7 separate regions of the Mus musculus genome follow, and all the other regions are linked to region 1. A link is a contact called in public Hi-C and promoter capture Hi-C data. All regions are on one chromosome and are shown on one strand. The core of a region is the stretch at or near the end of the contact, and the rest is flanking DNA. Distances in the headings are between cores, read along the strand shown. Region 1 holds the start of Smarcal1 (SWI/SNF related matrix associated, actin dependent regulator of chromatin, subfamily a-like 1). Region 2 holds the start of Ttll4 (tubulin tyrosine ligase-like family, member 4). Region 3 holds the start of Gmppa (GDP-mannose pyrophosphorylase A). Region 4 holds the start of Rnf25 (ring finger protein 25). Region 5 holds the start of Stk11ip (serine/threonine kinase 11 interacting protein). Region 6 holds the start of Chpf (chondroitin polymerizing factor). Region 7 holds the start of Dnpep (aspartyl aminopeptidase).

The links. Promoter capture Hi-C pulls out the DNA fragments that hold promoters and counts their contacts. A called contact is a pair of places that touch in the nucleus more often than the background predicts. Capture Hi-C pulls out chosen DNA fragments and counts their contacts.
Region 2: a contact with region 1 is called in a Hi-C map of CD8 T cells, with 11 times the contacts expected there. The contact joins the promoter of Ttll4 here to the promoter of Smarcal1 in region 1. A contact is called at or near these places in 1 of 39 promoter capture datasets (liver) and 1 of 484 Hi-C or Micro-C datasets (CD8 T cells).
Region 3: a Hi-C map of CD8 T cells shows a contact between it and region 1, with 4 times the contacts expected there. The contact joins the promoter of Gmppa here to the promoter of Smarcal1 in region 1. A contact is called at or near these places in 2 of 39 promoter capture datasets (liver and pre-B cells) and 1 of 484 Hi-C or Micro-C datasets (CD8 T cells).
Region 4: a Hi-C map of CD8 T cells shows a contact between it and region 1, with 4 times the contacts expected there. The contact joins the promoter of Rnf25 here to the promoter of Smarcal1 in region 1. A contact is called at or near these places in 1 of 39 promoter capture datasets (liver), 3 of 484 Hi-C or Micro-C datasets (CD4 T cells, CD8 T cells and muscle stem cells) and 1 of 9 other capture datasets (liver).
Region 5: a promoter capture Hi-C map of liver shows a contact between it and region 1, with 4 times the contacts expected there. The contact joins the promoter of Stk11ip here to the promoter of Smarcal1 in region 1. A contact is called at or near these places in 1 of 484 Hi-C or Micro-C datasets (CD8 T cells) and 2 of 9 other capture datasets (adipose tissue and liver).
Region 6: a contact with region 1 is called in a promoter capture Hi-C map of pre-B cells, with 3 times the contacts expected there. The contact joins the promoter of Chpf here to the promoter of Smarcal1 in region 1. A contact is called at or near these places in 1 of 39 promoter capture datasets (pre-B cells) and 2 of 9 other capture datasets (adipose tissue and liver).
Region 7: a contact with region 1 is called in a promoter capture Hi-C map of pre-B cells, with 6 times the contacts expected there. The contact joins the promoter of Dnpep here to the promoter of Smarcal1 in region 1. A contact is called at or near these places in 2 of 39 promoter capture datasets (liver and pre-B cells), 4 of 484 Hi-C or Micro-C datasets (CD4 T cells, CD8 T cells and erythroblasts) and 2 of 9 other capture datasets (adipose tissue and liver).

What each region holds. Positions count from the first base shown.
Region 1 is chr1:72,581,471-72,584,684 of GRCm38.p6, reverse strand. Smarcal1 (SWI/SNF related matrix associated, actin dependent regulator of chromatin, subfamily a-like 1) reads right to left here and starts at 1,434. Exons shown (of 17, transcript NM_018817.2): 1 at 1,247-1,434.
Region 2 is chr1:74,659,661-74,663,010 of GRCm38.p6, reverse strand. Ttll4 (tubulin tyrosine ligase-like family, member 4) reads right to left here and starts at 1,309. Exons shown (of 20, transcript NM_001014974.2): 1 at 1,122-1,309.
Region 3 is chr1:75,434,347-75,437,762 of GRCm38.p6, reverse strand. Gmppa (GDP-mannose pyrophosphorylase A) reads right to left here and starts at 1,827. Exons shown (of 13, transcript NM_001357170.1): 1 at 1,451-1,827; 2 at 925-985; 3 at 729-826. The coding sequence starts at 964.
Region 4 is chr1:74,600,092-74,603,198 of GRCm38.p6, reverse strand. Rnf25 (ring finger protein 25) reads left to right here and starts at 1,802. Exons shown (of 10, transcript NM_021313.3): 1 at 1,802-1,874. The coding sequence starts at 1,834. It overlaps Stk36 (serine/threonine kinase 36), which reads right to left and starts at 1,744. Exons shown (of 27, transcript NM_175031.3): 1 at 1,586-1,744; 2 at 998-1,170; 3 at 1-61. The coding sequence starts at 1,081.
Region 5 is chr1:75,520,169-75,523,448 of GRCm38.p6, reverse strand. It overlaps Stk11ip (serine/threonine kinase 11 interacting protein), which reads right to left and starts at 1,920. Exons shown (of 25, transcript NM_027886.3): 1 at 1,807-1,920; 2 at 1,600-1,685. The coding sequence starts at 1,660.
Region 6 is chr1:75,477,838-75,481,160 of GRCm38.p6, reverse strand. It overlaps Chpf (chondroitin polymerizing factor), which reads left to right and starts at 1,690. Exons shown (of 4, transcript NM_001001566.3): 1 at 1,690-2,369. The coding sequence starts at 2,056. It overlaps Tmem198 (transmembrane protein 198), which reads right to left and starts at 1,629. Exons shown (of 5, transcript NM_177056.4): 1 at 1,276-1,629; 2 at 764-968. The coding sequence starts at 929.
Region 7 is chr1:75,315,492-75,318,724 of GRCm38.p6, reverse strand. It overlaps Dnpep (aspartyl aminopeptidase), which reads left to right and starts at 1,708. Exons shown (of 15, transcript NM_016878.4): 1 at 1,708-1,834; 2 at 1,922-2,015; 3 at 2,096-2,184; 4 at 2,282-2,395; 5 at 2,655-2,780; 6 at 2,976-3,106. The coding sequence starts at 1,922.

The DNA of each region.
Region 1 (3,214 bases), core at 185-2,684:
TCTAGTTAGGGTTTGGCCCAGCCCTTGACACATTCCCTCTGGCTGGAATACAGATATGCCTTTAGTACTCACCTTTGACTCCAAAACAATGAAGGTAAAGTTAGTTTGTAGGAGAAAGCACCCATGTTGAAAACGATGTCTAATTGAGTGGCAGACAAAGTGACGAGAATCAGAAAGATTTGACAGAATAGGATATGCCCAACTCTCATGAGGAACGGGAAGCCACTTAAGGGAGAGACAGACAGTGCAGGAGGAGAGAGTACAGCACAGGATACGGTAGAGTTGAGAGAAAGAGTAGAGCAGCAGAGAGGGAGGCGGAGGCAGTTTTACCGGGAGAGCTTTACAGAGACAGGCTGAAGAAAGAACAGGTCAGACACAGGTAAAGATAGAATGAGCAAGAGAATGAGAAGGAGCCAGAAGATTAGAACCAGATTCCTAGAGTTTGAGACCAAACAGAGCAATTCAGAGGCGGAGAGAAAAGCCAGACTGAATCAGTCAGCTGGGGAAAGAAGTCTGAGCCAGAACAGCTGAGTTGAACCAGCCAGCTAGAGTTCAGAAAAAACACGAAAGGGTGAGTTTATTCAGCAGCAAGTCTCAAGGGGCTGAAAACATTCAAGGCCCAGATCAGAATATAAGGAGGCTAGAAGCTTCCAGGACTAGGCCTAGGTTAGCAGATGGAGGCAGTGAGCCTCCCAGACAACTACAACAGGATAAAAGTTACTTTTATATTATAATGATTGTAACATAGGAAATACTCCAGTAGCACCGCCAGCCGTCAAAGAAAGCTCTAGACTCTTGACTTCAGAGGGTTTACATTTTAATCCTTGCTAAGACTCCCTTTAGACAAAGCACCCCAAAACATCTCCTCTCACAGATGTTACACTCAAGCCTGCCAGCCAGCAGCAATGAAAACTCTCAGCCTTGTATTCAACTAGGGTTATACCTACCAAGGCCTAGTATGCTGACTGACCCAGTTGGGGAGATGAGACCACGGAATGAGAGGTCCAACTAATAAACCATAAACCACAAATGCACACCACCACATAGACATTCCTCTTTGCTGAGACCTGGGCTTCCCTTCCCTTCCTGTGCACATCCTGGGTGCCTGAGAAAAGGGGACGCCCCGCCCCACTTTGCCTCTAGCATTTCCACTTGGATCTTCCCGTCCCCACTGCTCCCTCCTCTTGCCGTATTTGGTCTCGTCCGTCTCCAATGCTGCTACCTCCTTCGCAGCCCACTTTCTTACCTAGCGAGGCCAGTAAGGTGAGGCACCTTAGCAGAACAGCCCTAGACCAGGAGCGTCTTTCAGAGCCTTGCCTAGGCAGTTTTCGCTTCTGGTTGGACTGTTAGAGGAACTAGAATTCAAGCGCTACAATTTCACCCATCTTGGAGCGGGCCATTGGCATTTGAATGGCTCGGCCACCGTCGAACTACATTTCCCAACAGCCAGTACGGCCGCAGATCCCGGTCATAAATTGTGGGTGATAGTACACTTGGTGTAGGGCCTTCTGGGGTTTGTAGTTTGAATCGGAAAGCCTGCCCATTGGAGGTTGGTGAATTTGAGAGGCGTAACGTTGTGGGCGGGTCAAGGTGTGGTGCACCCTGGGAGTTGTAGCTCTCAGTTTCTCCAAACATTTAATCAGGCGTAAGGAAGGCTGAGCGTTCAGTGTCAGGGGTGTCTCCAGACATGTCAGACAGCCAGATTGATTTGATACTTAATAAAGATTTTCCTGGCACACCCGTTTCTAATAGTGCCGTCCTTATAAGCCCCAGCCGCTGCTGAGTATCTGCTTTCCTAGACCAAAGAGGAATTGAAATTTTTAGAGCCTCCATCAGTCAGCGTGCTGATCATTAATAGGAACTTAAGTTAATCCGAACTACAACCTATGAAACATAGACAGTAACTCATGTAACCCAGACTTGTCTAAGAACTCACCCTGTACCAGAGGATGTCTTTCCTGCCTCCACCTCCTACAGACTTGCACCATCATAAGATTATTATTATATCTTTTTTTTTTTTTCCTCAAAAGGCAGGATCTTAACATGTATCATTGGCCTAAAACTGACAGAGATCCTTCTCTGGAGTGCGATTAAAGTTGTGCACCACACACCCAGCTCCATTATCCTCATTTTATAAATGAGAAAACGGAACTAGGACTGGTCCACAATTTTCTCCAGGCTGTATTTAGCTACTTTGTTATTCTGATTCCAAAGCCCTCCCATCTATCAGATACTATCAAGGTTACTTGACTCCATTTCTGAGCACAGCATTCTTTCTGTCCTCCAATGGTTGAATATAATATTCTTCTATCATCAGCGTACACGGAAAGGTTGAAACGATTCTGTTTTCAAACAGAGCTCATTGCAAAGAGATAGATCTCTGAATACAGAGTTAATTGGGGAAATGACCAGACATTTAGGGAAATGTGATGTGTTTTTTAATAAGAAGAGACGATGAGGTGGACTGCAGTAAGATATCATGAACACAGGAGCTATCAAAATAGCAGCCCACAACAGGAGGAAGAGGAATGTTGCTAGTGTTGGCTATTCATGCCAACTCAAGGGGCAGGGGAAGGCTTTCAGTGCCTGAACTCTTGTAAAAGTATACTTTGTAAAGGTTATAAACCCTCAAGGCACACAAGTGGCCAGGCTCTGCCCTGCAGATGTCACTAGTGGTTGTACCAGTGTAGCTGGAGAGGGTTCAAGCCCCACCCTACAAGGAAAAAAAAATCCCACCAATCCTTGAGTCCCAGGCCACTCTGGAAATCCCACCCACCCTCTAGAAATCCTATATAAACCCTGCATTCTGCCCAGTCCTTTGCTGCTTCTCACTGGAGCAGAGGCAGCTGCCCTCCTGAGTTCCCACCTTCCAAGAAGTCTATTGTGGCAAGTTTGTTGTGTGGTGTGACTCTGTGGTATTCCCAACTGCCAGGATTCCTTTCCCTTCAGAGCTGTAACATTTTGGACAGAGCAGAGCTTTGGCAAAACACTTTGCCTGGAGAACTATCCCCTTCTGGAGCAGAGCTATAACACTTGCATTGGGGAATCTTTCCAGGCAGCTATAAGAACTTGTGTAGCAGAGCCTTTTTCCTTAGAGCTGCAACACTTACAGCTAGTATTTGAGGTAAATCTTATATCTTTGGTTTTCCCTACTACTCAGCATCCATTTCCTGCTTCACAGTGTGAACAGCTACTAATTAGCCAGCACCTGTCT
Region 2 (3,350 bases), core at 60-2,559, 2.1 Mb before region 1:
TCACTTGGAAACTACAAGTCAGGAAATAGATTCATTTTAAGTTAAGTCTTGGGCCCTAATAAGCCCAGCTCACAGAATGGCTCCCAACAAACACAACTGAGCTCGGACCTCTGTTCAGGCCATGCTGTATCTTTCTAAAGCTACTTTGTAACTTGAATATCTTCCCACTTCTTCACTCCCTGAGAACATTTGATAACTTTCAGGGCCAGGCTTAGAGTCTAATCAGTAAATCGCTAGTAACTTTCCAGACAATAAAGGGAATAGTTTTTATGCAAATAATCTCAGTATTGCAACAATTGAAGGCATAGGATCCAACGGTACCTGCTCTTAAAGGCTCCTCCAGATTACTGCTGATTGGCCAAATCAACAGGCGCTGAAATTGAGATTCGGAATATTCAAAATGACTCCATAAAGGAAGGGTTTCAAATGCTGATTAAAACATTTCCAAGATTCAGAACCGGAATGTAAAGACTGAAGGTGGGGTGACGTATTTTTCCAAACAAATCGCGGTTAAGCGCTTCACTTCTACCACAGCACATACATCAGTATGGCAAATGCTTTCTTGATTAAAAATCTCTTGTTCTATAAACTCTCGAAAACACGTTTGTCTTGCTCACCAATGTACCCTCCCTAGGAACCTTACATAGTGGCTTCACTCGTTACCTACTTGTCGATGTTTATAAAAGCTGTAAATTATTAAATGAAAAAAAATGGCTGGATAAATGAGTTAAATTAGGATCTCAGCTTCTGGAATGTAGGAAAGTGTGTATGGATAACTCAGAGTGGGGTCAGGAAAAAGCAGGCCCTGAAAAGAGCCGGGATTTCAACCCAAGCCAGAATTTAAACCGCAGCGCGGCGGGAAAGAGGACACGCTGAAACCAGGACCGAGAAGGGTGTGGGGCTCGGGCCGCCCGAGGAGAAGCCAACGAAGTTCTCCCCGCGTGGAGGCTGCCGAGGAGGACTCGAGAGAGGGCCCGGGAGGAGGCCCCGGTCTCCGACTCACCAGAGAAAGGCGAGGTGGCGAACCGGAAGCGGGGTTGGGGGCCGGTGCCAAGGGCTGGGGCCGAGGCACGCGGGAACGGCCGGCCGGGGTCGGACACCAGCTCTGCGACCACACTCACCTACGGTACCCTACTTCGCCGCGACTGGACGCCGGCTCCGCGCCGCTTCTTCGCTGCGCCTGCTGGGCGAGCGGGCGACCTCAGGTGTCCCTAGCAACCAAGCTCCGCCACGCGACCCACGCTCTGCCGCTTTCTGTCCCACACAGAGCGCGCCCCCAGCGGACAGATCTAAGGCCAGAAAGGAATGGGAGGGGGAGGGCCCGAGGCAAGCGCGCCGAATCCCAGCCCTTGTGCAGCCTAGAGAATGGGGGGGGGGGGGGGGGGAGAAGGAGGGACTTGGGGGGAGGGAGAGAGAAAGTGCAAGGAATTTGCGCACGCGCAAACTTGTCGACACGGTGGAACTCTTGCGAGCGGAATTCTGGGAACTGTAGTCCTGCAAGTAAAGGCTCCGTTCTGGGAATCCACGATTCATTCTACCTAACCACTATGGACTCTGACCATACAGCGCCAAGACTCTATTAAAGAATTCCTACCAAAATTCCATGAGTTTGAGGCAAGTAAGAGGAAGTGGCTCAAGGCACTTTAACTCTCTCCCACTCACCTTTCCCTAAATCCAAACACGGAGCGGGACGAGACAAAGCAAGACATAACTACAACTACCAGTTTTATGGGCTTCGAGTGAGAACTTTACCTAAGTGTGAGTCCTTTCATAATCTCTCCACGCAGAATAGATCCCCCTGTTTCAGATGTCGCTGGATCTATTAAATTTAGAGAACTATAAAGTCAGCTGGATGGCAAAAGGAGCTTTCTCAAACAGGCTATGATAATTAACGATATAACTAACCTGATGAGGCCTGGGCACCGGTTGTGCACTTCTTTAACCCCACCATTCGGTAGGCTGAGGCAGGTGGATCTCTGAGTATGAGGACAGCCTGGTCTGCAGAGTGAGTTCAGATCAGCTAGGGCTATGCAGAGAAAAACTAGCCTGGTGAAAACAATTTGAACTTAGTAGCAAAATACTTAAGCAACAGTCATTGACAGATGTTGAACTATGAAAGGGTTACTTATCAATTTTAGATCAGGAAATCTAGGGCAATTATCTAGTTTGTCTCCTGATGAGATTTGGATTACACAGCAATATTTATAAAGTATGGCTTATTTTACAAAATGTTAAATTTTAACAATTTAAAAGCTGAATCTAATCAAGCATTGACTCTAACTTCAGTATACAGGATATAGAGGAAAACAATTGAGTAATGCTATAGAATCAGATAAATTCAGAATTTTAACCAATATACAGTATAAATGAACTTTCTTAGACAAAATGGGAGTGCTGGAGCTGAAGAAAAATGTTGGGAGCCGCGCCCACATTCGCCGTTACAAGATGGCGCTGACAGCTGTGTTCTAAGTGGTAAACAAATAATCTGCGCATGTGCCAAGGGTATCTTATGACTACTTGTGCTCTGCCTTCCCCGTGACGTCAACTCGGCCGATGGGCTGCAGCCAATCAGGGAGTGACACGTCCTAGGCGAAGGAGAATTCTCCTTAATAGGGACGGGGTTTCGTTTTCTCTCTCTCTTGCTTCTTGCTCTCTTGCTTCTTGCTCTCTTGCTTCTTACACTCTTGCTCCTGAAGATGTAAGCAATAAAGTTTTGCCGCAGAAGATTCTGGTCTGTGGTGTTCTTCCTGGCCGGGCGTGAGAACGCGTCTAATAACAATTGGTGCCGAATTCCGGGACGAGAAAAAACTCGGGACTGGCGCAAGGAAGATCCCTCATTCCAGAACCAGAACTGCGGGTCGCGGTAATAAAGGTTCCCGTAAAGCAGACTGTTAAGAAGGATTCAACTGTATGAATTCAGAACTTTTCAGCTGGGGAACGAGAGTACCAGTGAGTATAGCTTTACGAGGTAAGCCTGGCCTTGAACTTTCTAAGGAAATTCAAGACAGTCTATCAGAAGTAAAGTGGAAAATGGCTTTACAAGTTATGTTTGGCCTTGAATTTTTTCTAGTGTTAGAAGCCCTTTTGTTCCTTTTCACATGTTATCAAGTGGTTAAGGCAGGGCGGATTCTAGATGAAATTCAGGACAAGCTATCAGAAGTAAAGTGGGGAGAGAGAGTAGGAGCAAAGAGAAAATATGGTACACAAAATAAGTATACAGGCCTTTCCAAGGGTCTTGAACCCGAGGAAAAGTTAAGGTTAGGTAGGAATACCTGGAGAGAGATTAGAAGAAAAAGAGGAAAAAGGGAAAAGAAGAAAGATCAATTAGCGGAGGTCTCTAGGAAAAGGAG
Region 3 (3,416 bases), core at 578-3,077, 2.9 Mb before region 1:
CCTTCTCAGGGTCAGCGCTCACTGGGGTCTGGGACCTAATGATTAGGCTAGCCTGGCTGGCCAGGAAGCCCCAGTGATCTACCTTCTCAGTCCTAAGATGGCAAACCTATCACCAACACTGGCTCTTTAAAAGGGTGATGACAGGGATCAAACTCACAGCCTCACATTTGTGCAAGCAAGCACTTACCCACCAAACCATCTCCCATTATATATTATTCTAAGTTTGGTTCCAGCCTAAGATGACAGGGTCATTTATCAGGGGTCTGCATTGAATTAGGCATTTTACAGCTTCAACACTCTGCACGGGAGGTTTAATCTCCTTTACAGATAAGAAAACTAGAGCTGAAAGAGGTTGAAATTTGGCTTGCTCCAGGTCCCAGCAGGAAGACAGGACTCAGACTCAAACCTTGTCTATCCCAATAATGGAGCAATAAAGAAAAGGAGCTACAGCATAGGTGCTCTGCGCTTTATCACTGATTCCCCCTGCTATGGCTCTAGCTTATTCTTTAAGATCCCTGCCTGGCTTCACATTCCATACTGTAAAACTAAGTGTGAAATCTGAGCAGCAGCAAGAGGCAGGGAAGTCACCAGGACTGGCTGCCCAAAGCAGTGCTCAGACGCCTGTGAATGGCAGCCCGTGGAGCCGTAGTTGGTGGGAAAAGATGGCAGCTGGGAAATGGAAGACAGACACACACCATGAAGGAGAGGGGCAGGAAGTGTGGGGTTACCTGGGCACAGGCTTCTATATGGTGCTGGATCATGGGAACGCCTGCCACAGGAAACAGAGGTTTGGGCACCTCAAAAGACAAAGGCCTGAAGCGAGTCCCTGAGAGGACAGGAGAACGTTTTAGCTTCCTATTTCCTTGTGTCCCAACCCCACCGACCTCTCCAGCCTACCCGCTCCCCTGTCCCCCATCTCCTCACCCTTCTGGGGGCCTCCAATGAGAATCACAGCTTTGAGCATGATGAGCGCTATTACCTAAACCTCAAACCACAACAGAATAATTACAACACATAGTCCTTTCCTAGGATGTAAACACAAAAGTTCAGTATAGTCCCTCCTTGGGCACACAATCACGAAATTCATCCCAATCCAGAACTCAGATGGCTTCAAAACCCTGCAGCCCTCCCTTTTATCTCTAATGACTTCTCTTTGGCCGTGAACAAATTATGTAAACACGGGTACTCAACGGACCCCCTTCTCTGACCCCAGATCTCAAAACCCTGAAACCTCTAGTCCCAGTGCCTTGCAAATGACTGCTTCCTCCTTCTAGCTGTTCAACTCCGAATCCCAGCGGTGAATATGGAACCACAAACCTTGAGTGAGCTCTGGGTATTTAATTTTAATCCTATGAATGCGCCCCAAGTACAGAACTAACATCAATCTGCATTTGATGAGCACCAACCCTAACACCTCTAGGTGCTGACTGTGAATTCTACAACTACCTACATGTGCTCGAATCAAAAGACAGGTTCCGTTGACATGTCAAACGCTGAGCCTACTACTCCAGCCGTGCGCATACCGACCACTGGTGCGGAATCTCTGGATTCCAAAGATTGATTGCTGACCTGGACCCCACAACTGAGTCAGTCCAATAGACGTCAGTTTCTCGTAGCCATTGGTTATAGAACCAACACAAGCGTGGGCATGAGGAGAGAAAGACAGGCCCTGTGAGCCCTCCCTACGTCCAGGGTCCGTCTGCTACACCTTACCCTGCCCACCACCCCCTCCACCATGTAGATCCTTTTACCACTAGCTCCCTTTACGCCAGCTCTGCCGCCTGCCACTGCTTGCTCCTTCCGCGTACGTGTCTCCTTACAACCCGCGAGAGCTCTTTCGCGGGGGCTGCTGGGAATTGTAGTTTTGAAAACGTTCTCTCTCCAACTCCAATAAGACACTTGGGAAACGTGCTGGAAACCTGGTGCGTTCCGTCAAGTCACCGTAGGACAAGGCTTAACTGAGGAGAGAGAGGAGTAAGGATGGGGGCTAAGAAGTTAGGCCTGGAAACTTGAGATTGAGACCTAAGCTTTTCCAGTATGGGCTCAGGGGCAGCGGAGCACTAAGTCACAGGACAATCCCCTGGGTGGCCAGCTTTGGAACAGCCTGGAGGGGCTGAGCCTAGACTGAGCAAAAGAAAAGGAGCAATCACAGTTCCAAAATTTGTCCAGCTGAGAAATTTGACACTGAGAGAAATCCTATTCCGGATGACTACTACCTGTAAAATGAGCTTTCCAGATTTCCTAGTGACTCCAACATTCTGTGACCTTGGCCTGTGGGTCTTGGAATAAATATGGGGGGGGGGGCAGGCAGGGAGAGGAAATGGCGATGGAAAACAAAACAAACAAGCACGAGGAGGATCAGAAGGAAAGCAATTTTGTTTTATTTTTGTTTTTTAGATTATATCTAAGTACACTGTAGCTGTCTTCAGATGCACCAGAAGAGGGCGTTAGACCTCATTAACGAATGGTTGTGAGCCACTATGTGGTTGCTGGGATTTGAACTCAGGACCTTCAGAAGAGCAGTCGGTGCTCTTAACCACTGAGCCATCTCTCCAGCCAGGAAAGCAGTTTTATTAAGCAAGGCAGAAGAGGGTTTGGATCCCACCAGCACCTGGGATCGCAGCCAGGGTAAAAAGGTCTGATGGTCCCTTTCAAGCCATGTCCACCTGAGGAAGCCTTGGGCCATGTCCTGGGGTAGTCCTGGGGAATGGTAAGGCGCTGGTGGTGTTAGGACCAATCTCTACACCCTGGGGAAGGTGTGGAGAGACGGAGGGCAGATCTGTGGGTCAGTTTATCTGTGTGTGTAATGAGCGTTAATTATAAAGCTCATTCTTTGCAGTCCAGTTTCTGGGAACAATACTACACAGGTCCCAGTCTCAGCCCTGCCTTAGCTGCAGATCCTAGACCTCCCTGTCGTGGTCCTCAATGTCCTACCCGTGCTTGGTCTGGCAGACATGGAGTGGGCAGTCAGTGCTGCCATGGCGTCTTTGAGGTCCCTTTTATATCTTAGCATGGACTCAACAAAGGACAGGGGAACCTGACCATAGGACACGAGCATCACCATGAGATGAGGAATATCTGGCCCTAACTCCACACGATGCATTTGAATTCACAGTATGTTATTGGACAGATGACTAGCCTTTACATTTTATCTCTTTCGTTATTAAACAGGACTTATCCCTGTCCCTTTTTCTCTGGGTCAAGTAGAAGATCAAAAGAGATACAGCTCTCACAAGTGCTTCGGAGACAGCTCTGTGTAAGGAAAGCGCCCTGGGTTGGGAGCCAGAAAACTAGATTTTAAATCCTGGCGCACGCACACTGTGACCTTGGGTCCTAGAATCCTAGGATGGGAGCCCCGGGCTGACTTCTCAGTCTGGGTGGGATCAGGACCTGAAGGAAGGGAGGAAATTGCTAGG
Region 4 (3,107 bases), core at 553-3,052, 2.0 Mb before region 1:
GCAGATTCCTCAGCTCTTTCTCTGAGCGCCCCAGTTTGGGGATGAACTTCAAGGCCACCACCTGCCAGTGGTAAAGTGAAGAGTCAAGGCCTAACTACACCATCAAGAAGTGCAAAGAAACTCTCATACTGGCTGAGCTGCCAGAGACACTCTCCATTCTGTCAGGCTGCCTCTAAGCAGCGCTGTAAGTGTGAGGTGTCCGGCTTGCATGGGCTATCACACATGCTGGGGCGGGCTTTGGTGTTACAGCTGTCTGTGAGTCATTTCTGATCCTGTAAGTAAACCGTCACTTATACTTGTTTAAGAAACCCCAATAAAACTCACTGGTGTGCTCTCTCTCTCTCTCTCTCTCTCTGTGCAAATATTTCAAGCTTTATCTTAGAGCTCCACAACTCAAGACTTATACTTCTTGATCAACTCTTAGTATAAATGTGAACACATACTTACCCCCCACCTCAACCCCCCCCCCCCCCCGGGTACTATGGATGTACTCTGGCTTTGTCAGCCCATCACTAAAGGGAAACAGTTACTGGCAAATAGATTCCTTTGATGGGACTCTGGGAGAGGTTTTCTGACCTAAGCAAAGGACTCAGCGTGAGATTTGGGGAAAGGAGAAGGAAAAGGTAAAGATGGAAGACCAGATTTCAAGGTGTTATCTTTTCTTAGGTAATACAAAGAACAGTGATCATTTTTGTCATTCAGTAGGTGTCAGGCATTGTATTAAGTGATTAAGTGTGAAACACATTTGATCCTCAGACCCTATCAATATTCCTCCATTGTACTGTTTGGGAAATGGAAGCATGGGATGTTAGGTAGTTTGTTCCTAGTTCTAAGGCTGGGATCTGATTCCAAGAAGTCAAATTTCTGGGCCTGTATACCCTAGGAAGTATGCTGGTGTCAGGGTCTAGAAATAAACACCGTGCAGCCCTTCTGTCCCACGTTTTTACTGGACACGTGGGTCACCAAATCCCATTTAAAAGATATCCTTGTCTACTACCTGAGCACTGTATTTTTTTCGGCCCTTATACACTCTCCCAAAAGAGCCTTCTCCAATCATCTCCAAAACGTGGTACTTTTCCATGGCAAGGGTTTCGGGGTCTCTCAGAAGGTAGAAAGAAGACGGTGACAAAGAGCTATAGATCCAGGGGTAGTTCCACACATCTGGGAGGCCTGGCTCATAACATGGGAGAAAGATACACGTTATCAACCTTGCTTTGTTCTATTTTTCACAATAACCAAGGCCTCAAAATCATGACCAGGGTGGAAAGATGATCAGGTCTTAGTGTCTCCAGCCCCACCCCCACCTCCCCACCCAGGTTAGGTGCCCATAGCACACCGGTGTTCCCTTTCCCCTCTCCACCAGCGATGCTCACACGCTCCTTCTATACTCTCCCAGGTTCCTGACACCCTCAGCTTGCCCAGCACCGCCACTCTGGCCCCGAGCAGAGGTCCCCTAACTTGCTCCCAGTCTAGACGCTCCAAGCTCCCCAGGCTGAGTTCAGGCTAGTTGCTCGGGGCCTCCCAGCTGCCTGCGTTACTTTTCTCCATTCCTCATTGATGCTCTCGTTAGTTTCCCCACTCTTACCAGTTTTACTCCCTGGAACTGATTAGAAGTTTAAAGGACAAAGCTCTCAGAGGTGTGTGACAGATGCGAACCGCCCATTGGCACTTTGTAGGGCACTTCTGTCGCTTGGCTAGCAGGCCCCACAAAGGATCTAGAGTCTTCAGTTGCCTAGAAACGGCGTCAGCTTTCTTTTACTCCGCCCCGCCCTAGTTTTCCGCCTCTAACTTCCCAAAAGGTGTTTCCGGTTCCGGCCAAGAGCCGGAGAAGACATGGCGGCGTCTGCGTCGACAGCTGCTGGGGAAGAGGACTGGTAACTTTGGGTCATAGGTTTTGGCTGGCTGCCTGGATCTGGTGCCGGGAACTAGCAACAGCTTCGGACCGTCCGAACCACGGGCATAAAGGGTGGATCAAGGGGCGAGGGATAGAAGAGACATCCTTTCGTAGGCGAGCTACTGGACCGGGAACGGAGGGAGGAGGGACGCTGATCTGAGAAGGGACTGGGTCTACGGCGGCCTTGCCAGCTGGGCCCACGCCTTATCGACCCCATTGCTCCCTACTACGGGCCTACCCCTCCCCACTTCTCCCTGATGTGATTTTTCTGGGCCCTGGAGGATGGCTTCTCATCACACCTCCCGCCTCTCGGAACGGACGCCCTCCTCGTGCCCCTAGGATCCTGCCCCTTGGACCAGTCCATTTCTGCCTACGCGTTCCTCAATCTTCCCATATTCCTGATAGCACTAATAACTATTGTCAGAAAAGCCTTACTCCCCTCATAAGCTCTCCTATTCTCTCGAGCATTCTTAATAAGAAACCAAAAGCCTTTAAAGACTTTGGGTTTTGGACATAAGATAAAAATGTGCTCACTCCATATTTAATTAGCTTGATGTGATGCTGACCAAACCAGCTAGCTCCTGCGAGTCAGTGTCAGCTATTAAAAAAAAAAAAAAGTGGGTGTGGCATTACCTCATAGAGTAGTTGGGAAGATGGATCACCATGGATTCGTAATATCCATAGGCCTGCTTTTCATTAATTGCTGAAGTATAAAACCTCAAGAGACCAAAGGACATCTGTCTGAGTTAAGGCCTTATACTGTTAGTATTAGGACAGCCTATTTCGGACCCCCATCCCCACCCCACCCCCACCTCCACCTGTAACCTATGACCTTATTTACATTTAGGTCTGTATCTTACATCCAAGGCTCAGGTGACCTAAGGTGGGCAAAGTACTGAAGGAAGTCTTAACTGAGACTGCACCTCTGTGTTCCGTTGGTTTAGGGAGCCCAGCCAGACTAGTGCTTTTCACTGTTGTGAGTGACTTCTAAGATTATGAAGGGACACCTGAGCCATGACAGAGTAGCAGTGGCTGCATTGGTCTATAGCAGCCAGAATGTCTTTTAGTAGTAGTAGTAGTAGTAGTAGTAGTAGTAGTAGTAGTAGTAGTAGTAGTAAAATAAGCTTTAAGAAGAATGCTAATAATAACCATCACTATAGAAATGATACTGGGGTGTGCTTCCTCTAGATGGAGAGGAAATGTATAAGAAAGT
Region 5 (3,280 bases), core at 671-3,170, 2.9 Mb before region 1:
CAAAGTGAGGCCCTGTCTCAGGGGGATGGGGGGAGAAAAATCAAGAAGTCAAAGAATATTGCAGAAGTCAGGTGGAGGAACATCATATGCCTATATATAATTCCATAGGATGAGTCACTAAAGCAGAAAGATCATAATTTCAAGGCTGGCTTGGGATACCAAGAAATAGCAGAGATCTCCCACACCCTTCACTCAGCTTCCCCCAAATTGACTTACAGAATTATAGTACAATTATCAAAACCAGGAAATTAGGTGTTGATAAAATATAGTGTCAGTTCTATTCTGTTAGTGTAGATTATGACAACCACCACCATAATCAAGACACAAAGTGATTCCATCCCCACAATCATATATGAACTCTACGATTCCGAGCCTGGGAGCCAAGTCAGATCTTTGCTGAATAATAAATCTTACAGCCTTACAAAGAGATTTTTCTATGTACTAGACACTGAGTATAGACATGCACATAATTCAAGGTGTCCCCTGGAAGTCTAGAAAAGGCACAGCATGGGAGTAATTATTAACACAAACCAGAAAATGAACTGCCATCAAGAGACTCCAAGGATGCCATGGTGGGAGTATATAGATATGGAGCACTAATGCCATCGAGGTCACACATTCCAAATGACAGCTGCTTCATCTAGATCTCATCCTTATCTCCTAAAGACATCCATTAACCCCACCTTACAGATAGGAAAGCCGGGGCTCAAAGAAGAATCTCTCCTTTCTGTGTGTGTGGGGAGGATGCTAGGGATTATAAGTCAAAGTTTTGTACATGCTAAACATATGCTCTGCTACTGAACTATATCCCCAGCTCTCAAAGAATCATGATTGTGATCATTTAGCTGATGATGGCAACCACATAACAAACAACATAGTGCCAGGCGTGGTGGCACATGCCTTTAATCCCAGCACTTGGGAGGCAGAGGCAGGCGGATTTCTGAGTTCGAGGCCAGCCTGGTCTACAAAGTGAGTTCCAGGACAGCCAGGACTACACAGAGAAACCCTGTCTCAAAAAAAAAAAAAAAACAAAACAAAAAAACAAAACAAAACAAAAAAAAAAACAAAAACCAAACAACACAGTGATCTTTGCCATGCCCAGGCACTGGGGCAGCAACTATAGTAACACTATCTTTTGAACACTTATTATGCATGCATGCACTGCACTAAATAAGCTAACTAAAATCCCGCTATCTTTTGCGTTCAATACAATCCCTATGCTAACCTATCTGAGAAGAATACTGAGGGTCTAAAAACTTATCCAAGTCTGATAGAGGGTTGGGACTAACCTATGTGGGTCTCCAAATCTCTGGTGTCTAAGGTGCTTATACTTGGCTTTCGGTACAAGTGATTATGTTCTTGTCTGCAAGTGTTTAATCTATTAATGATCCCTTTCCTCTGGAGAGTTAAGTGCTATGAGAGATGGATAGAGTTTAGACTGTCAAAGGCATGACTGTAAACAACGCGTCACAAGGAACACACCCAGAAGACGCCGGCACCTCGTGACCCCGCCGGCAATGACTCGGTGATTCCCGGCGTTTCTGGACAGTATCGAACACACCTAGAACTCCCAACCAAATAAGCCAGAAGTCCACTCACCCGACTCCCGCAAAAGTCCCGCCAGCTTCCACACTACTGAATCCCGCGGAGCGGTCGTCATAGCCACGGGACGCTGGGGGCGGAGCCTGGGGAAAGGGGAAGCGGAAGAGCCTCAGGTGGGCAACAAAAGCCCAGAGCTTTCGTGCAAATGGAGGCGTCGCGCAATGTAAAAAGTAAGCATCAGCTAAAAAGAACGATCTCTCTGACCCCTTTTCCAAAAAGCATTGGGCCTCGGGAGCCCATGGGCCCGCGTAATTCGCACTCCAATCACTTTGGCAGCCGGGCTCTTTTAGGGCAGGAAGTCCCGCCCCGGAAGGCAAAGGACCTACCGGAAAGCATGCCTTCGCTACCGGAAGCCACGCCCTGGGCGAGCCGATGTGTCAGTAGGACGGAACTAGCCGGGATTAAGCCCCTAACGGGGCCCCAGGTCTAGCTCGGCTCTGGGTGGCCCCTTCGGCAGAGAGAGAAACCTGACTCTTGTTTGCAGACTGGGCGGGGAAGCAGAGCTTGGAGAAATGGGATCTTGTATTAGAAGGAAAAGAACTCATCCAAAACAAATACTGATCTTCCAGTTACATAGCTGTCCTGTCCTTGCGAAGTTCTTTTATATCAGCCAGAAGGGCTAAGGCTGGCAGGGATGCCACTCTCAAACCCCCTTTGCTGTCATAGTCCTCAGTCTCTAGACTTATTTTTCCTTAGGGTTTAGCACACTCTCAAATTGGTCCCTGGTCTCTGATTTCAGAGCTCTGGAAGCAGAGGCAGGAGGGTCTCAGTGAGTTCAAGACCAGCCAGCTCTAAATAGTGAGTTCCAGGCTAGCCAGGGCTGCATAGTGGGATCCTATCTCAAAAACAAAAATTAGTCACTGGTAATGACCTGAACCTGTATTTGTTTTGTTTTGTTTTTAACTGTATTTACAGCTCAGTACACCTAACTAAAAGTGGTTTTCCTAAATTTGAAAATAAAATATATCAATAATTAACAAAAGCAAGACTGTTGAGTTTTCTACTTCCAAATTGGCACTGTAGCTTTTTTTTTTTTTTTCAAGATAGGGTTTCTCTGTGTAGCCCTGGCTGCCCTGAAACTCTGTAAACCAGGCTGCCTCTGCCTCCCAAGTGCTGGGATTAAAGGCGTGCGCCGCCACCACCACCCAGCACCACTGTAGTTTTTACCCTGGCTCTTGGTCTGGCAGTTGACATCAACTTCTGGTCTACATTATGAAAACATTTCTTAGGATGGAGTGACTAGCTAGGCTTGGGAGGGGAATGTCTTTTATGAAACAATCCTTTCTAACACAAGAAAGTTAAACATGAAGTGTAGGACTGAAGAGATGGCTCAGTGAATTAGAGCACTGGCTAGGCTTCCAGAGGACATGGGTTCAAGTCCCAGTACCCACATGGCGGCCCACAGCCATCTGTAACTCCAGTTCCAGGTGGTTGTACAATCTCTTCTCATCTCCATGGGCACAGCACATGCATGGTGTAGAGGCATTCAGGCAAAACATTCATACATGCAAGTGTTTGCTTTTAATGAAAAATCTAAAGAGTAGAGTTGGAGTCAGTCAGTTTTAGAGGTGGTGGAAGGCTTCTCTAGCCTGAACAAACTTCCTATATACCGTCTCATGGATCTGGGACATTTTGTGCAATTGATAATCCATTACATAGCAACTGTCAGTCCTTGTTT
Region 6 (3,323 bases), core at 441-2,940, 2.9 Mb before region 1:
AGAGAAGCCAGCCTTGGTCCAAGACCTTGAGAGTTGTCAAATGGACCCCCACACACCTGTTCGACTGAGCGGCAGTTAGTGCTCACCCACCCAACCTCACTGAACTATGTAATCCATGCTGGCCTTGAGCCTCCCTTCCCTTGCTTTGGCTTCCTGGATGCTGGGATTACAGGCATACCACGCCCTCCCCCATACAACTCTTCACAGTAACCATTCTTATGGGAATCTGCCTTGTAGGCGATCTCCATTTGTATGACTACCATCCAGCCCACTCTGATATGTATCACAAGTGTGAATATTCCAGGTCTCGCCCCCACCATGCAATATGCCCTGTGGTAAGGAACCATGCTAAGAGTTTTTATTATTTTATTTTAGTCTGCTTATCCTAAGTGATCCAAACATATCTTCGCTACGATAGTCATTATTCTTTGACCACCTACTAATTCTTGTCTATATGAGACAAACACTGTTGTCTTTGTCCAAGTGAAAAAGCTGAGACCCAGGTTAACATGCCCATTACATCACAGTGACTAACATACAGAGCCCGGTTCAAACTCAAAGAGCCTAATTCAAAACCTGCTCTCTGTAGAATCTAGAGTCAATGATCTACAAATATACTTGTGATCAGCAAGAGAATGATACCGCCATGAGGGTGGGGTGGGGGTGGGGGTGGGATGGGGTGGAAATGATTCTCGAGACACCAGAAAAAGGAACTTTAGGGAAACAGTAGAAGGCCACAGGTGAGGAACGAGGGGGATCTCACCAAAGAAGCAGTAGACGACTCCAAACAAACAGCACATGATGCAGACGAGGGCCGGCAGTGCCTGATACCTGCGCTCCAGAGGCTGTTCACAAGGTGCACCCCAGAAGGTGTCATCCGGCTCCGGGGGCAGCAGCTGAAACCGCAGAGTTTCCATAGTACCCGGCATAGCGCCGGGAATGGAAGGGGGTCACCCTCCCAGGACAACCTGACAGGGAGGAAATTGGGGTCAAGAGTCAGTTGTGGGTCTCCACTACAATAACAGTGCGAGTGGGGGAATTCAGCAAGGGCACAGTGGACAAAGGAATGGTTGCCCACATCAGGCAGCTCTAGAAGCATCTCTGGAACGGGGAGCAGAGACAAAGGGAAACAAGTGCCTGGCTAGAGGCGGCTGGGATGGACTTAAAAGAGGGACTAGATGGGGCTAGACGAGGAGAGGGAGGGTGCCGCTGGCAAAAAGAGGCAGCCTGAGCACCATCTGTGGGAGGCTCAATTTGGAATTGTCCAAGATCTACCTGGGCCGGAGGTGACCGGAGCTTCCGAGCAAAGGAGGGTGTGCAGGGGCCGGAGGAGCCGGGGTTGTAGGACACCAGAGGCTCTGACTGACTGGGGTCCGGGCAAAGTCTGCCGTGCGAAGGGGGCTGCTGGGCCGGAGAGACGGGTCTCTGTGCGACGGCGTCGTCGCCCCACCTCCGACACCGGCTGGCACTGCAGCTCCACAGACTCGCGCCCGGCTCGGGGAAGGGAAAGGAGCAGGAGCTCGGGCTGTCCCGGAGCCGCGGCCCCATGCCCTGAGCCCGCTGGCGGCCTTTGGTGCTGATGGACAGCTCCGGCCTCTGCTCCTGACGTCACTCAGGGTGCACCATCCTGGCAGGGGCGGGCTGCTTCTGACGTCATCCGGGACGCACCAACCACGCAGGGGGGAGACAGGGGACTCCGCCCCCGGCGTCTGCCTCTCCGGCGCTGAGGAGGGGGCACTTCCGGGGGTCCTTCCCCTTTAACCTCCTCCCCTTCGTCCCTCTCCGCTAGCTGACGGCTAGACCCCACCTCGGGGGCGGGGCCCTGTCGGTGACACGTCGGACAGCGGCCGCCTTGGAGGCCCGGGCGCGCAGTGCTGCTCTAAGGGCGGCCGACCCGCCCGGGGATTCCGGGCTTGAGCTCCTACCTCTGCTCGGCGGGGAGGGAGCGGGCCCGCCTGCTGGGCCTGGGCCCTCCGGATCCGCCCCCTCTTCGGTCCCGCCCCCTCGGAGCCGCCTCGGGCTACGCGGGGGCCGGGGACCCGCTGTCGGGACGCCATGCGGGCGTCGCTGCTGCTGTCCGTGCTGCGGCCCGCGGGGCCCGTGGCCGTGGGCATCTCTCTGGGCTTCACCCTGAGCCTGCTCAGCGTCACCTGGGTGGAGGAGCCTTGCGGACCCGGGCCGCCCCAACCCGGAGACTCTGAGCTGCCGCCGCGCGGCAACACCAACGCGGCGCGCCGGCCCAACTCGGTGCAGCCCGGATCCGAGCGCGAGAGGCCCGGGGCCGGCGCAGGCACCGGTGAGAGCTGGGAGCCTCGTGTCTTGCCCTACCATCCCGCGCAGCCAGGCCAGGCCACCAAGAAGGCCGTCAGGTACTGATCCACTCCGTCCGCCCTAACACCCCCCCCCCCCCCCCCGCAGGCACCAGCCAGGATGCGCGCGCTAGGGAGGCCGCCAGAGGCCGGGTCAGGCTCCGGAAGGAAGGGGCCGGCCGGCCAGGAAGTCCTTGGGCCTCGATTACTTCCTATGACCCTGCTTGCAGGGAGACAGAGGGCCAGTTTGAAGCTTTTTCTGGATCCCGTCCGGATCTGAGCTGAGCTAAACCGACTCCACCCAATTATACTCCAAAGACCCTCTTAGCCCCCCACTGGTCTGTTTAGGATTAGAAAAATGAGTGTTAAAGAGGATAAGTGTATAAAGAGGGGGAAAGAAAAAGGAGGGAACTGGAATTTACCTGTATTTCATTCCTAGATGGGTTTCAAGGGCCACCTTGGGATGAGATGGGAGAGGGAGGAATGTACTCATCACATTGATGTCTCTGCCCACGCATTGAAGTAATTTCTTCTAAGTAACAGTGAATTCCAGTTGTACAACTTACCTTCTACCTTAGGAAGGTGAGTCACTGCCTTAGTTTGCCCCTCTCCAAAAGACATTCTCTACACCACTATGCCGTATGCTTCTACACATCATTTATAGGACATATTGGGGGGGCGGGGCTGACAGCATATTCATGTTGCAGGGAGCATCTGCAACAGTGTGCCAAGCATGTTACTGTTTAAGTGCAATCTGTCCCATTTTACAGATGGCACCGATTAAGTAACATGTTCAGGGACACAGCCACTAGGTTGTGAAATCTGGAAGTAGATCTAGTGTATCTCTTACCTGCATCTGCCTTGGAAGTGCTGTCTCCTAGATGCAACACTTTCTGTGAGACCAGTATATCACTTAAATCATGTCTCGTGGGAGAGACAGTCTTATCCTCCCGTTCGTGGGTGCCAAACAGGTCCAGAGGAGAACTAACAAGTGAAGCTGTGTGCTATCTTGTT
Region 7 (3,233 bases), core at 459-2,958, 2.7 Mb before region 1:
ATCCCTGGAAAGACTATTTTTACACTCATGGTAGGTCGACTCTGTTTTGAACCTCAAAGCCACAAGAGTCCTGATCCATCGATGTATGGATGAGTTTTAAGATTGCTATTCAACATTCTTGACATGGAAACATAATATTGGAATTGCCCCCCTCAACTGCTTTAAGGAGTAGAAAGAGCCAGTAGGGGCGGCTCATGCCTGTATCTCCAACAATTGCAAGACTGAGGCAGGATTGCCATGGATTTGAGGCCAGCCTGGGCTACATAGTGAGCTCTGGAAAAGCCTGAACAAAACTGAAATCCTGTCTGAAAGAAAAAAAAAATCATGAGTATCAGAATCAAACCTCAGGGCCACCCAAACAGCTGTGTTGAAAAGGTCACTGACTTCTGTGTTCCTCTGAGACCTACTAAGTAGCATAACATTTAACCAAAGAGGATAGAAAAAAGCCTACGAAAGTCTCTTGCAGTTGTTCTAGGCTCTGCACACTAATTTATGGAGTCATAAGCCCAGCTGTGCCATCCATTTGTAACTAGAGACAGATTACTCTCATAATTCCGTTGTCTACAAAATGCTGACAGTAAAATTGTGAGAATTACATACGATAACGTTTATCATAACATAAACTCATGGAAGTCAGCGGCTGTGCTAACACCACCGGGGCGCTAGAGCGCGCTGCCGCCGCCGCGGTGGGCCGTCCTGCCTGAGGGTGCTCCAGGAGCGGAACGCCTCGCAGCGGCTTCGAGGCCGCTGACAAAGGAAAGGGCGGAGGGGGGGGGGTCAACGCCTGGAGGACTCGACTTGATGGAGGCGGGGCGAGAGAGGCATCAGGGGCGGGGCCTGCCAAGGAAGCCCGGACAGCGGAGACAAGGTCTGGAGAGTAGGCGTGACGGGGCGGAGCTAGTGGCGCAATGAGGGCGGGTCATGAGACGTGGCTCCTAACGGGGCAAAGCTAGTGGAACAGTGGGGCGGGGCGCGGTGTGACTGGAGCTGACTAGTCCACGTGGTTAGAACGCAGCCTGATTGGAGGAAGGCGGGTCGGTGAGGCGGGAGCGGAACCGGAACGCGTCCTGACAGGGGCGGAGCTCTCGGAGTAGTGAGGGCGGGACGCGGCCTGACTGGCACAGAGCAGTCAGCGTGTTTGGAACCAGGCCTGACGGGAGCTGAGCGAGTAGCGGGAGGGGGCGGAACCCGACCGAGGCCTGACAGGGGCGGAGCTCGCGGAGCAGCGGGGGCGGGGCGAGGCCTGGTAGAGGCGGAGTCCCGGTGCGGCCTGACGAGAGGCGGAGCCCACAGCTCGGCGAAGGCGAGGCCTGATCCGGGAGGGAGGAGCGGAGCGTCAGGGGCGGGCCGGAGTCCGGCTCCTGGAGCGGAGTGCGGTGGGGCTATGCAGGTGTGTTGCTGTTGCCGGTCCCGCCTCCACTTCGGCTCGGTGGCAGGCCGCGCGCCCTTTCGGAGCTAAGCTTAAGGCGGCGCTGACACGGGCGTACTCCGGTTTCAAAGTAAAACTGAAACCCTCCGAGGTGGCCTGACCTTCCCGGAGCCGGAAGGGCTGTCTAGTGACTGACGGGGCTAAGGGACAGGTGTAGTGGTGCTTTGATTCCGGACACGGTGGCGCGCCGGCTAGTGGCCTTTCCAGCTTTGAGGTCCTCTTGGAGGCGGGATTTCCTAGCTGGGCGGGGCGTGGATTATCTGATTAGGGGGCGGGCCTTTCCGATCCTGTACTCCAGGGACAAAACTGGGTGGAGGTCCTCTTGCCCTGGGACTGAACCTTTGAGCCGAGAGCGATCGAGCTAGGAATCCACATCTGTCGCCAGTGAAGTCCTCGGAAGCAGAGGTTGAGCCTTGGGGCTCTCATTTCTAGGGGGCTGAAAGAGGGATCCTAGACCCGGCAGCCACCTGAACTCTCCACTTCTCCCTGTAGATGGCTATGAACGGCAGGGCTCGGAAAGAGGCCATCCAGGCCACAGCCCGAGAGCTCCTGAAGTTCGTGAACCGGAGTCCCTCTCCTTTCCACGGTAGGTGACCAGGGTTAGGGAGGCTAGGAGTGGGAGTGACTTGACCAACTTCCATCGCTGAGAGAGCCCTTTTCCTACAGTCGTGGCTGAGTGCCGCAGCCGCCTCCTCCAGGCTGGCTTCCGTGAACTCAAGGAAACAGAGGGCTGGGATATCGTACCAGAAAACAAGGTACTAAGGGATAGCGTGGGGGCAGACACTATTGCAAAGGCCTGTGTCCCGGATCATAAAGCAACTCACGCCCCTGTCTTTCAACTCTCTCCCCCAGTACTTCTTAACCAGAAACTCCTCCTCCATCATTGCTTTTGCTGTGGGGGGCCAGTATGTTCCTGGCAATGGCTTCAGCCTCATTGGGGCCCACACGGACAGTCCCTGTCTCAGGGTAAGAAGTTAGGACTTGTTTGGACTGAAGGGAGGTGTGGGGGGGGGCGGTTGGGAAGAAGAGATCCTGGAGGTAGAGTTTGCAAGGCCCTATCCCAAGGTCCCGGGAAGAAGGTAGACCCGCCCCATGCTCTCATGTTCCCCACATACACTTTCAGCTGTCAACTGATGTGCTATCTGCTCTGTATAACTTACTGCCTGAGTCTCCCTTCCAGATGTTGTCTTTCAGACATTCCCTTTTTTCTCATTCTTACGCTCAGGTGAAACGCAAATCGCGCCGAAGCCAGGTGGGCTACCACCAGGTCGGTGTTGAGACCTACGGCGGTGGGATCTGGAGCACATGGTTCGACCGGGACCTGACCTTGGCTGGACGCGTCATTATCAAGGTGGTATCGAGGGGCTAGGAACTGGGGAGGCTCTCACTTCCGGCAGCCTGAAGCTTGAATGTCTTCCCATTTCTTAAGTGTACCAGTGAAGAGTCCTCGTGGGGAAGAGGGGACATGATTATTCTGGGTTTAGTAAGGGATTTTATCAGCTGGATTTGGGAGGTGCCCAGTTCTGACCTGGCCGGTTGGCCACAGTGCCCTACCTCAGGCCGGCTGGAGCAGAGGCTCGTCCATATAGAACGGCCCATCCTGCGCATCCCACATCTGGCCATCCATCTGCAGCGAAATATCAATGAGAACTTTGGGCCCAACACAGAGATCCACCTGTGAGTCCACATTCGAGCCAGGGTTGTGATGGCTGTGAGGGTGGGATATGGCACTGGGGAACAGAGGACCACCCCTTAGTGGTCAAGTTCCACGTTTGGAAACCAGTTCTATCCATTTGGGGAGTGC